Linked DNA regions of Sus scrofa: region 1 is linked to region 2. The links are chromatin contacts, called in public HiChIP or PLAC-seq maps. All regions are on one chromosome and are shown on one strand. Each heading gives the region's core, a stretch centred on a gene start, on an enhancer-like site or on the middle of the called end of the contact. The rest is flanking DNA. Distances are from core to core; before and after follow the strand shown.

Region 1 (6,433 bases), core at 1,995-4,494, 90 kb before region 2:
TCAGTTAATGAGTGCCTACATTGGATTTGCAGGTTTCTTACTACTTTAAATAATGGTAAAAGATATTTAAAGAAATTAATGTTGAATTCAGTGGATGGCCTAGTTTTAGATTAAGTGATATGGGCCTTGTTTTTAATTACCATTCAAAATGATAATTATAAAGGAAAAAATTCTTAAGGAAAACTTATCAAAACAAATTACCTCTCACATATACTCAGAATAAATTGGTTTATACTACAGCCATGCATTTAGTGATCACTTGATCATAAACTGTTTAAATAATAATAGAGTTTAAGAAAGCATTTTTTTCCATCCTTATTTTACTTTTAACTCTCAAAAAGGCATAGGCAATTTTTAGGGAATTATGGGAAACAATGTCAGATAATTCTTGCAGTTGAAGTAGAAAAATTCATGATAGCTCTTTTTAACTTTACTGCTGGTGCCTAAGTCGGTGACCTTTTTTAGTATTGCATTCTTTGAGAATCAGATGAAACCTATGATTCTTCAGAAGATCAAATGCCTCAAATTTTGCATATACAATCTCTTATAGGGAATTGGGTACAATATCTGGCAGTCCATCAGAAGCACTTGGGCGAGATTTTCAAAAATACAGAGGTTTTAATCCTGTAGAGATTGGTTCAGTAGATCTGGAATGAAACATAGGAATTTGTATTTTTTTCAAAAGCTTTCCTAGCAAATTAACTAGACCAGATTTGGGAAATCTCTACCCTAGTGTCTCCTGCCTTGGTCAAAGAGGAGATAACTATGTCGGAAAATGTCCAATATATGGAAAATAGAAGGGTTGTCAGCACAGTTGTTTGTTTGTTTTGCTTTTTGAGGCTGCACTTGGGGTATATGGAGGTTCCCAGACTAGGGGTTGAATTGGAGCCACAGCTGCTGGCCTATACCACAGCCACAGCAATGCCAGATCCGAGCTGCTTCTGCTCAGACCAGCTCACGGCAAGGCCAGATCCTTAACCCACTGAGTGAGGCCAGGGATCGAACCTGCAACCTCACAATTCCTAGTTCAGATTCATTTCCATTGCACCACAGTGGGAACTCCTATTAGCAGAGTTTTCAGATAAAATATAGGATGCCTGGTTAAATTGAATTTAAGATAAGCAACGACTAGTTTTTTGTATAAATATTTCCCATGCATTATATTTTTGAGCTACTGTGGAGTACAAGGCTATTTGCCTCTAAATTTAATGGTTCCATGCAGCTATTTTTTGTGATGTGTAAGTGCTTTCGTGATATGCATCATCTGCTTTTTATACTTTCACCTCTTTTTTTTCAGTTGCCCAAAGCGTTTTAAAATTTTTAAAACTTTTTTGTCAGCTTACTATATATACACTTTGGTGCATGACTGCATTTCTTTCTGAAGAATTAATGTTTCCTACAGACAGAATCTCCTGGATTTTCCCTTAGTATTTATAAAAATTTTTGCCAATTTACAGTGCCCAGCAAAAGCATCAGAAAAATCTGGAGAATTCATAGGCACAGGTAATTGAAGTAACATTAATTTTGCCTACAGCTTCTATAAATTATGCTGGCAATTGATTGACAACCTCTGATAAACCTCTCCACCTTGTGCTTTCCTGTGCTAGCTGGTGATCATAAAGTTGAAGTAGCACTGCCAGATGCTCACTTCTTCCAGTAATAGACACATCTTAAGGAGGCAGTGTGGGCCAAGAGAATTTTGTTACTTTTATCTGTGGCATTTCACCACAAAGCTTGGCTTTACTTGAGAAAGATGCTTTCCATACGCTAATGCAAAGACTGTCAGAATCAAGAACTGCAAGGCAGAAAGCTGCACGTGGAGTTTATTTGCATTCAGCTCTCCCTTTGTTCTTCTCTGAGAAATTTTTCAGTCTTATTCAGCCGTGTAGGTATAAAATTGTAAGTTTCCAGATCTGTGGTCCAGGTAGCATAGGATGGTAAAAACACTTGTTATATTATACTGTCCTGAGGGATCACCTAAGACCAAAAACAGTAAGTGAGTACTTTACTGATACTTGTCTGGATCATCACTCTCTGCCATAATGATACCAAAGATTTTGATCACAACTTCTTGTACCAGATGTGTTTATCTTCCATCTCTATCTGTTGCAGTACTGAAAAAACCAAGGAATTGGGAACTTCTTTAGAAAAGTGAGGCACTGGATTTAGCCACAAGTAGTTGTCTTTCTAGGTATTGTGACTAATCTCTTCCCATCACTGTGGTAGTTTGACTTCTGTACATGTTGGTCCAACATGATGTGCAAATGCCACATAATTCATCACTATTATTTGCTTTTCTCATCACCAAATTGAAAAATGTGTAGAGAAACGGATTTCTATCTGTAGGCTCAGGCTATAGAGTGCTTTAGATAATATGAGGGGGCGTCAACTGCTCTTTCTTGCCTGTAGCACAGAAGGAATCATTTGTGGCAGGTAGCATTAACATACTATTTTTGGGAGTTCCTGTCATGGCACAGCAGAAATGAATCTGACTAGGAAACATGAGGTTTCAGGTTCGATCCCTGGCCTCACTCAGTGGGTTAAGGATCTGGCGTTGCTGTAAGCTGTGGTATGGGTCACAGACAAGGCTCAGATCCTGCGTCGCTGTGGCATGCAGCTGTAGCTCCGATTGGCCCCTAGCCTGTGAACCTCCATATGCTGCGGGTGCGGCCCTAAAAAGCAAAAAACAAAAAATACTATTTTTATCACTGTCTGCAATTTGAGATACCTCTGATCCTAGGTGACTATCTCCTGATGTTCACAAAAAGAAAGTAATGTCTGGTAGAAAGCAGGAGACAATTTCTATAAGATTTATCAAAACGAACTGTATTTTTACTCAAAGGAAAAGATAGCATTCATCCTTTCCTAGGGAAGGTATTTGGGAAGTTCTCTTTAAGAATATTGGAATCAATTGTATCTGATATTGAAAGATGAGTATCCCTGCCTTTCCCTTGTTTGAACGATTTAGTGGTTTACAACCGAATTCTGTCCCCTTTCTTCAGGTATTTGTGGGGATTCTGATCCAAAGTAGTTTGAGCAGTCGCAAACTGCCGGAGTGGCACATAGTTCAATTTGAGGAAGTCCTCGCTTTCAGATCTTCTAATTTCTCCATCAAAGACCTTTCTCACTATTTAATAAATTCACTTCATCTTCTAATTTGTGAACTAGCAAGGAGTTCTTTATAGGCCATGGAGTAAAGAATGGAGGAAGTTTGCTTAAAATTGTGGAAGAGCCTGTAATTCATCTTCCACTCCACAGGCCACATACATAAGATTTTTCCAAGTTACTTAACTCAGTAGAGTTGCAGTAAGTCTGGAGGTTTTAAAATGTTTAATTGATGTCATCCAGTGATTCAAAATCCTGATCTTTATTTTCATCTGAAAAGTTTTTTGATGTAAACTGTAGTTATTCTTAAATAAAATTCATTTCCTAAGAATTTCAGGGCCCTCTTTTCAAGAGATTTTATTTGTAAATTTTTGTTGTTGTTGTTCCTATAAAAGAACTTTGTTTTCTGCAGTCTTTGTCAGATTGGCTCAAATCCTTCCCTTTTTTTTTTTTAATGTTGTAAATATAACTGTCCAACTTTCCTCTCCTCCCTTTAAGTCCATGGAGGATAGGAAGCTAAATAAGCACACTTATAAATTTATGTCTAAAATAAAAATAGAAAAGATCTATGAAGAATCTCTCTTATGTCCTTCTAATGTTGGGACTATATATCAGCTTATTTGCTTGCTTAAAATATATATTAAATAATTGAGTCCCTTGCTTCCTGGTCCCCAATTATATCTTAAATTTGAGCTTCCCAGATAAATGAGATCTTGTTTTATATGCCTCCTCTTCACTCTGTTGTTGAGAAAGGGATTCCTGCCATAGGGTTTTAAGGATGGCTGAACAAAACACATGCCGTTGGAGAGATGCAATGAAAACAGCCTATCAGTCACAACAGCCCAGGAGATGAGCACACAGTAGAGGGCCACATGGGGGTTGCTTTCAGGAACAGAGTGAACAAGCAGAGGCCATGGGAGGTAATCTTTGTAATATCAAGAGGGTAGATGAGCCCTGGTTCCAGCGTGAGGATGTCTTTGGCTAGTCTACATAATCCTGCAGGCTGGCAGGGAACTGAAGCCTACTACTCAGGGATAGGAAGGAACTATGCCTTTTCTCTCTGATAAAGAGGGTTGTCTGCTGGGACCTTATCTGCAGGAGCAGATTGAGGATTGGTACTTGCAGTTAGGCCATTCGAGGTCCTCCTGTTTTTCCCCAGATGTCAAGGCACACATAATACTGGGCTTAATTTTAGGCCTTATACTACATTTCTCAGCAGTAGTTCTAACCCTTTATCAAAAGTATATGCTGATGATTACTGTACCAAAAAGTACATAAGTTTTTAATAGCATAATTTGATCTTTTATGTTTTCTTTTCCATGTGAGTTTTCGATAATTTGCAAAATTTAAAACATATTCTGCTGCTCTGTATGATTTAATCACAGTAGATAAAACGCGGCCAGAATATATATGCAGTGACATGTAGACATGAAAGACAAGAGTTCTTGTTTGAAAGACTGAATGGAGTGGTGAGGCTCCAGTACTGTGTATATGTGGAATGATAAAAAGAGTGGGTAGGTTGTAGGAGTTAGAAAGTAATGGCAAGAGTAAAAAGGTAGTAGCTATTATTTGATTGCTTACTTTGTGCCAGGCACTTTTCTCTTTTTACTGCTGCACCTGGGGCATATGGAGGTTTCCAGGCTAAGGATTGAATAGGAGCTTATGCCACAGCCGCAGCAACAAGAGATCTGAGTGGCATCTGCTCCCTACGCAGCAGTAGGGATGCAACAATGCTGGATCCTTAGCCCACTGAGTGAGGCCAGGGATTGAACCCACATCCTCATGGATACCAGTTGTGTTCTTGCTCACTGAGCCACAACAGGAACTCCCCAAGCACTTTTCTAAATGTATTATCTCATTTACTGCAAGTGAGGAAGCTGAATTTAATTTGCTTATGGTCATATAGGTAGGAGGCAGTACAGATGTAGTCTAAGTACATATAGTCTTATTTAGGGTTTATGCTGTTAACAGTACATTTTATAACCTTCAGATATGGAAAACATTATATGTCATGCCAAGGACTTTGAACTTTTTGGCAGTGGGGAACCATTAGATGATTTTAAGCAGGAAAAAAAAAAACATAATCCGAATTTTTATTGAAAAATATTAATCTGGTGACAGAGTGGAAAATGACTTTTGAAAAAATGTGGGACCAGAGTCAGGGCAGTTATTGTAACATTCCAGAAACAAAATGACTGGGTCTGAATGAAATGGAATCAAAGAAAAGGGGATTGCATTTGAGCAAGAGAGACAGACACTCGACTAGGATAAAGGGAAAGATGTGGAATGGTGTCTAGGTGGTGCCAGTAACTGTATGAAGAACAGAGGGAGTAGGCTTGGGTGAGACATGCTTCTGAGGTATCTTTGAGGCATTTAATGGGGGTTTCTAATAAATAAATAATATTTTAGAAAAATCCTTCTTGGTCTCGAGAGAGGTTTTGAAAGGTGTATAGATTTGAAAGCTGTTGTTATTTGGTGATAGCAGTAGAAGTAGCTGAGATTACTTTCTTCTTTTTTAATGGCTGCATCCACAGCATATGAAAGTTCCCAGGCCAGGGATTGAATCCAAGCTGCAGCGGTGGCAACACTGGATCCTTTAACCCACTGCACCAGGTTGGGGATCGAACCCCAGCCTCCACAATGGCCCAAGCAGTTGCAGTCGGATTCTTAACCTCCTATACCACAGTGGGAACTCCTACCTAGAGATTTTGTTTGTTTGTTTCCAACCTATCTTCCAAACCATCATAGAAAAATTATGTTGAATTGGGAGGCAGCTCTGTGAAAAGCTTTGGAATGCATCTGAAGACTTCATTCACATCCCAGTTCTGGATCTCTGTTTTCTCTTTTCAAGAATTAAAAGTAATAACAATCATCTCAGAGAGTAACTGTAGATAATACTTTATTTTATCTAACAGACACAGGGATTTAAAAGGTTAAGAAATAATGGTGTATTTCATCTCCCTTAATTTACCTGTTAAAAAAAAAAAAGGAAATTTATGGAAGTTTAATCAAAACCTGGGTACAGATCATTTGTGTTAGCTTAGATGAAAACCCAGATCTTAACTGGACATTGCCACCACAGAACTGGGAACTAGCTTTTTCTTCTGTGTGGCTAGCACTGGTTTGAGGTAAGCAGAGTCAAGTAAAGAGAAAAGGGGTGATTTCCAAGTGAGAGAGGACATTGGTGTGTAGGAAGTGAATGCACTGCAGAAAACACAGAAATGCATGGGTGTAAGCCATTTGTACTACTGTAGGGCACAAAGAAACATTTCACATGTGATATGAAAATGCCTGTATTCCAGAGCTAGTGTTAAGAATACTAAATTAT
Region 2 (5,959 bases), core at 2,211-4,710:
CACGGTAAAAACATCCCACAATAAATTGATTTTGATCATTATTTTGATCAGTACTTGGTACAGTGCCACCATCTAGTTCTCAGATTATTCAAGTCTCACCAGTCTTCTTTAGAACAGTTCCTCAGTTTTTCCTTGACTTTCATGACCTGGATACTTTTGATGAATACATGCTAGTTATTTGGTAGAATGCCCTTCAATTTGGGTTTTCCCAGTGGTTTTTTATGATTAAGTTCAGCAAATAGGTATACCTTAGCCAGAAAATGGCAGTAGCAATGCTGTGTTTTTCTCATTGCATCCTATCAGGTAGTTCATGATTTTCATTTGTCCCATTACTGATGATGCTCATTTTGATCTTTTGAATCCTTGTATCTATAAGGGTTTGTTACTGTAAAGTTAATCTTCGTTCTTTTGTAGTTAGTATTTTTTAGAGAAGAGTTTTGAAACTACAGAAATTCTTCATCAGACTTTCAGTCTCTTCATTTCTTTATACCGGTGTGGATTCCTGATTTCTGCTTTTATTCAATGAGCTATAATTTGTTACTGTCATTATTATTTTGATACTCAAACTGTCCTAGATTTGGCCTGTGTGAGCCCCTTCAAGCTGGCTTCTGTATTCTCTTGAATGTCCCTTTCATTCCTTGGGGACTTGATTACTTTCTGATATGTTCCAGTGTCAACTTGTATTTTATCTTTTCCAGCCCTGGAATCAGAAGATTCTCTGACTCCCCCCTTTCCCTTTTTCTTTCTTCCCCCTTTTCCTTTTTTTTGGCTGTCTTAGGGCCACACCTGTTGTATGTGGAAGTTCCCAGGCTTGGGGTCAAACTGGAGCTACATCTTCTGGCCTACGCCACAGCCGCAGCAATGCAGGATGCTTAACCCACTGAGTGAGGCCAGGGATTGAATCTGCATCCTCATGGATGCTAGTTGGATTTGTTTCTGCTGTGTCACAATAGGAACTCCTTTCTCACCCACCCCCACCTTTTCCTTTTAGTGGAGAAAAATAATTAGAAGCCAAAGTCTGAGTGCAAGGTGTGATTATTGCTGTTGGGGTTTTGCTGCTGCTAGTCCTCTCAGATAACAGAGCAAGGGACCATAGGTATATATACATATATAGGTATATGCATGTTTACCTGTATTTTTAAAATATCTATTTATTCCCTATCTCTTTTGAAATCATGAGTTCACATTAATACCTCAAATTCCAGTCTAATCCCTCCAGGGTTCATTCCAGTTTTCTTCCTTTCCACATTTATTTCTTCACTGACAGTGAAAAACCTAGTTCTCATTATTCTTAATATACTTACTGTTTGCTTAGTATATCTGTATGAAACCAGTAGCTCTTAACATTTCTTCTCACCTAACTTTGTGACATACTTGGGTTCTGAAACTACATGCTGAGCAGTGTGCCTCAGAGGCCCTGCTCATCCTATTGGGATTCTAACACCCCATACCTCTGCATTCCTCCCCACTTCCTCCAAGGGAATGTCTTCCTCTCACCATTCAGCTCTTATACCGCATTTGGGGCACTCTCTATTATTCTACCCTCTTTATTCAGCTTGGGCTCTGACAGTCCAAGCAGAGATGCTCCTATGCTTGGATGTTCTCCTCACCCTGCTCTGGCCCCTCTCCCCCCACTGTGTGTCACCACCCCAGCATAGAGGCCTACCCTCCTTATGCATTTAGAATGGAATTACTTAGGAAGAAAAAGAAGAGGTGGACCCACCCTTACAGTTGTTCACTCCTCTTCTTCCTACCTTAAAAAAATCCAAATAATCTGTTAGTTACAGCAGATCTGGAATTTCAATAGACCTGGCTCCATAGTCTTGTCCTCTGTCATTAAGCTATGCCATCAACTATTTGTATATCCTTCAGTTCTCAAAATGCACTTGATCTAAATCTGTGATGATCTAAGGCCCTGGAGTGTTGAACCTTGTTGCAAAGGATATGTCTGCTGGAAAGCAGAAGTTTGAGTTCAAGCCTCAGTTTGCACATGTTCAGGTGAGAGAGAGAATGGGAATGGTGGGAGGGGAAGGAGAGAGGAAAGGAGAGGGGAAGAAAGAAAGAGAAGAAAAAAATGAAAGTTATAGTGAATAGTGTTTAAAGGCTTCTGCTATGAAGGGGCCAATTTTTAAGCAATTAAAAAAATTCTGATTCACAGTATCCAAGACATGGAAGCAACATAAATGCCCATCAGCAGATGAATGGATTAAGTAGATGTGGTACATATATACAATAGAATACTACTCAGCCATAAAAAAGAATGAAATAATGCCCCGTTTGCAGCAACATGGATACAACTACAGATTATCATACTAGGTGAAATAAGTCAGAAAGAGAAAAACAAATACCATATGATATTACTTATATGTGGAATCTAAACTATGGCACAAATGAACCTATTTACAAAACAGAAACAGACTCACAGACACAGAGAACAGACCTGTGGTTGACAAGGGGGAGGGAGATGGGAGTGGGATGGACTGGGAGTTAGGGGATAGTGGATGGAAACTATTACATTTGGAATGGGTAAGCAATGAGGTCCTGCTGTATAGCACAGGGAACTATATCCAATCACCTGTGACAGACCATGATGGAATATAATATAAGAAGGAGAATTGTATATACTTATGACTGGGTCACTTTGCTATACAGCAGAAATTGGTACAATGTTATAAATCAACTATACTTTAATAAAAAATTTTTTTGAAGAAACTCCTCCTTTTGCCCCAAACCAGGTTATGGATTAAGAAGCCACTCCCAGTGTACTGAAAAGACCTACTTGTCTGTCATCTTCTCTTCTAGACTGGAAGTTATTCAAGTGCAGAACTGTAGGGTTTGTGAGAACAGGTCATGTCTCTTGGGACATCTTTGTGTCCCCAGCCCCAGCGCTATGCTCATCTGCATAGGAGGCACTCTGTTAATGTTAGTTTGTAACACTGGTTTCCACTTAGGCCTGACACCAAAGCCCATGAACCGTCTACTACACTTTCCTGTGTTTAGGTTAAGACGATCTTTATCCCCTTTTCGCTAGAGTCTGATTAATCTCAAAAGTCTGAGGGAGTATCTGTCACCCAATAGCACATCTGTCTTTTCTATGTTGGAGTCAGTTATATGTGACTAAGTGAGTTTGTATACGTTTCGTCTGTTGTATTTCTTCATATTCCTCCTAAGGACCCAGTTAGATGAGCAATAGATAAACTAAACTAAGTGAGTTTGTATACGTTGTGTCTCTTGTATTACTTCATATTCCTCCTAAGGACCCAGTTAGATGAGCAACAGATAGAGAGGTGACTTCATCACTTATGCTTGTATGACTTAAAGATAAATTACTTAATACCTGAAGTTCTGTTTCCTCATTTGCACAGGAGAGACTTTAATAACTTCCTTAGTGGGCTGTTGTGGGGATTAAATGAGATGTAGCATATGTAAATATGGCCAACACATCGAAGAGTGGGTGCTCAGTTCATTTCCTTTACTTTCAGTTTCAGAGGGTCATTCAAGGATGTTAAAGCAGGTGCACCCAGACTGTTCCAATGACCATTTAGTCTTCTTAAAACTGGTATTACCCTTGACTTAGTAGCTACATAGTTATTAAACATTTTGGCAAAATTGAATCCTAAACAACAAATGCCCATGATTTAGATTTTGGTAGTAATTTAATTTAGACCTGCTGTTGGTGATAACTCTTTATCTGGAGTAATTTTTTTTTGCCACTAGGTGGTGCTTGTCTATGCATTTGTTGAGGCTTTTGTATATAAAGTTATTTTATTTGGGGGGAACACATCTTGTTACCTTTGACACTTGTATATATGGTATTGATACTCATGTTCAACCTCTTAATTAGGTATTTTAAGGTTAAACTGAGGTTGGGGCAAAAATTATTATGAATTTAAACATTCTTTTAGATCATTCTGTTTATCTGTGTAGTACCCAAATTTAAACATAAGGCATTTATTTTAAAAATAATGAGATGAGAGGAATTATGTGAGTAAATATGTTATTATCATTTTTGAGATGTATTTAAAATTTGGCCTGAGCTAATTCATGAATTAGTTAGAAATATCAAGATAATAAGCACTTTATAGGACTGTGCATAATTCTCTCTTGATTTTTCAATATGATTAGAAAGACAGTTCATGCCTAGATATATTGGTAGCAGATAATTTACATCATATTTAGCTCAGAGTGCATGTTATTTGAAGTATGGTGATTGTTTTAATAAAATGTGAAGCATTTTCTGTATTACTTTCTGATCAAATTCAACAAAAATTCATTTAGCCTGCCTCACATGGAGATCCAAAAATGAGGAGACCCATAGTCCCTTCCTTTCATAAAGTCATAAATAATTAATTATGTTTGGTTGAGGTTAGCTCATGTATAGACATTGTGTGGGATCAGAGGAAAGGATTATCAGAATTTGTAGCACAGGACTTTTTAAAATGAGCTGCAGGGACATTCATGTTAGAGATTTCCTACTCATTGTGTTTTTCATGAATAGCTGGACATAACCATTTTGGAAAAAAATACATTGGTGAAAGATAATTTTAATTTTTAGAATTTCTCAGGTAACAGAGAATGGTTCTGGGCATGTGCGATTAGAATATGTTATAATTAAGGGTGGACTAACTTTGTTTTTTCATCTTAACTATAAGTAGAAAGGAGTGGAGAGGATAGGACTTGGTGGCAAGTTGGGATTTGGTGGTCGAAAAGCAGAATCAGTGAGCTGAGAGTTGGTGGTTATACCCAGCAAGGGGTTTTATTTACAAGCCACAGAAATTGATCTTGACAAATTTAAGGGAAAGTGAAAATGTTTCGAATCTAATGAAAAGCTGAAGAATTAGATTTTAAGAAGAACAAAATATAGAGCATCACCAGGGATTTAGGTAGCAGGAACTAATGGGTAGTTGTCTCAGGTGCTACTATCAGAATGAGTGAATTTCAGCTACTTTAGTCTGTCCCTCCCTCCCTTCCTTCCTTCCTTCCTCACTGTCAAATATCAGATTCTCTCCCTAGTTTTGGATGTGTTAAGTTGGAGATATTCAGACATTCAAATGGAGATGTCAGTAGGTAAATGTGTATTTGAATCTGAACAAAGGGAGAAAGAGATTTCAGATAGTATTTAAAGCCATGAGACTAGATAAGATTATTGAGAGAGTGAATATAGAGAAGAGGAAAAGCTCTAGATTGCACTCTGGGGCTTTCCAGTTCTAAGAGGTTGGAAAAATGAGAAACGAGCAGAGGAGACCAAGAAGTATATTTAAGAGTTTCTCTTGCCACTGGGCCTTTTTACTGAGAATTTGTGTGTATGTTTTCATCCTCTGAGCCCCTTTAAATGGTCTACATTCTCTAATCTTCAACCTCCTAGCCACCAATCCTTTATATTACTCCTTTCAAGTCCTTGGCAGATTTTGGTATTTTTCATCCTTAGGCATCTAACTGGGTTCCAGGGAAGACCCCATGAAACTAGGATGTGGTTGAGGGACAGGAGGCCATGGCCAAGAGTGCATCACTGGGTGTGTACATCTTCCTCCAGGCCTTTGGGCTTGCCCTAGGATTACTGGCTTGGCTGCTCAAGGCTATAGCAAGAAAACTGCTCCAACTCGGATTTTCTAAGCCCAGTCCCATATTCTTGTTATTGAAAACTGGCCCCTGCTCTGGTTCTTGACTCTACACCACCCCCTTGAACTTCATACATGTTATTTCCCATAAGATTGCTCTTGGCAGTCAGTTCTGCAGATTCCTTACTGTTCTTACCACTTGCTCGGACAGACCTCACAGGAAGCCTATCACCCCGGGACTTCTTTTGTTCCCACATCTGGAGTCGTTTTCTCTCTGGAGTGGGAATCACCCACCATGACCACACTCCTCTTATTTTTCAAAAACTCCGTAGCTAGTCCTGTTATTATACATTATTTCCCCCTTTGCTGGCTTAGGGGTATTGGCTGTTTAGCTCCTGTTT

The links. HiChIP or PLAC-seq counts read pairs in DNA pulled down with a chosen protein or histone mark.
Region 1: a contact with region 2 is called in an H3K27ac HiChIP or PLAC-seq map of alveolar macrophages. The contact joins two enhancer-like sites.

Annotation. Positions count from the first base shown.
Region 1 is chr18:29,347,457-29,353,889 of Sscrofa11.1, reverse strand. The region is part of intron 1 of CAPZA2 (capping actin protein of muscle Z-line alpha subunit 2); the gene reads left to right. Among named protein-coding and RNA genes, the nearest start is that of CAPZA2, 14 kb to the left of the region's middle. Within about 2 kb of position 3,244, at least 4 of the 83 cell types and tissues checked have an H3K27ac peak or open chromatin away from gene starts, as enhancers often do. A contact at or near this core is called in alveolar macrophages, where this site is marked.
Region 2 is chr18:29,258,587-29,264,545 of Sscrofa11.1, reverse strand. The region is part of intron 1 of ST7 (suppression of tumorigenicity 7); the gene reads left to right. Among named protein-coding and RNA genes, the nearest start is that of ST7, 24 kb to the left of the region's middle. Within about 2 kb of position 3,460, at least 8 of the 83 cell types and tissues checked have an H3K27ac peak or open chromatin away from gene starts, as enhancers often do. A contact at or near this core is called in alveolar macrophages, where this site is marked.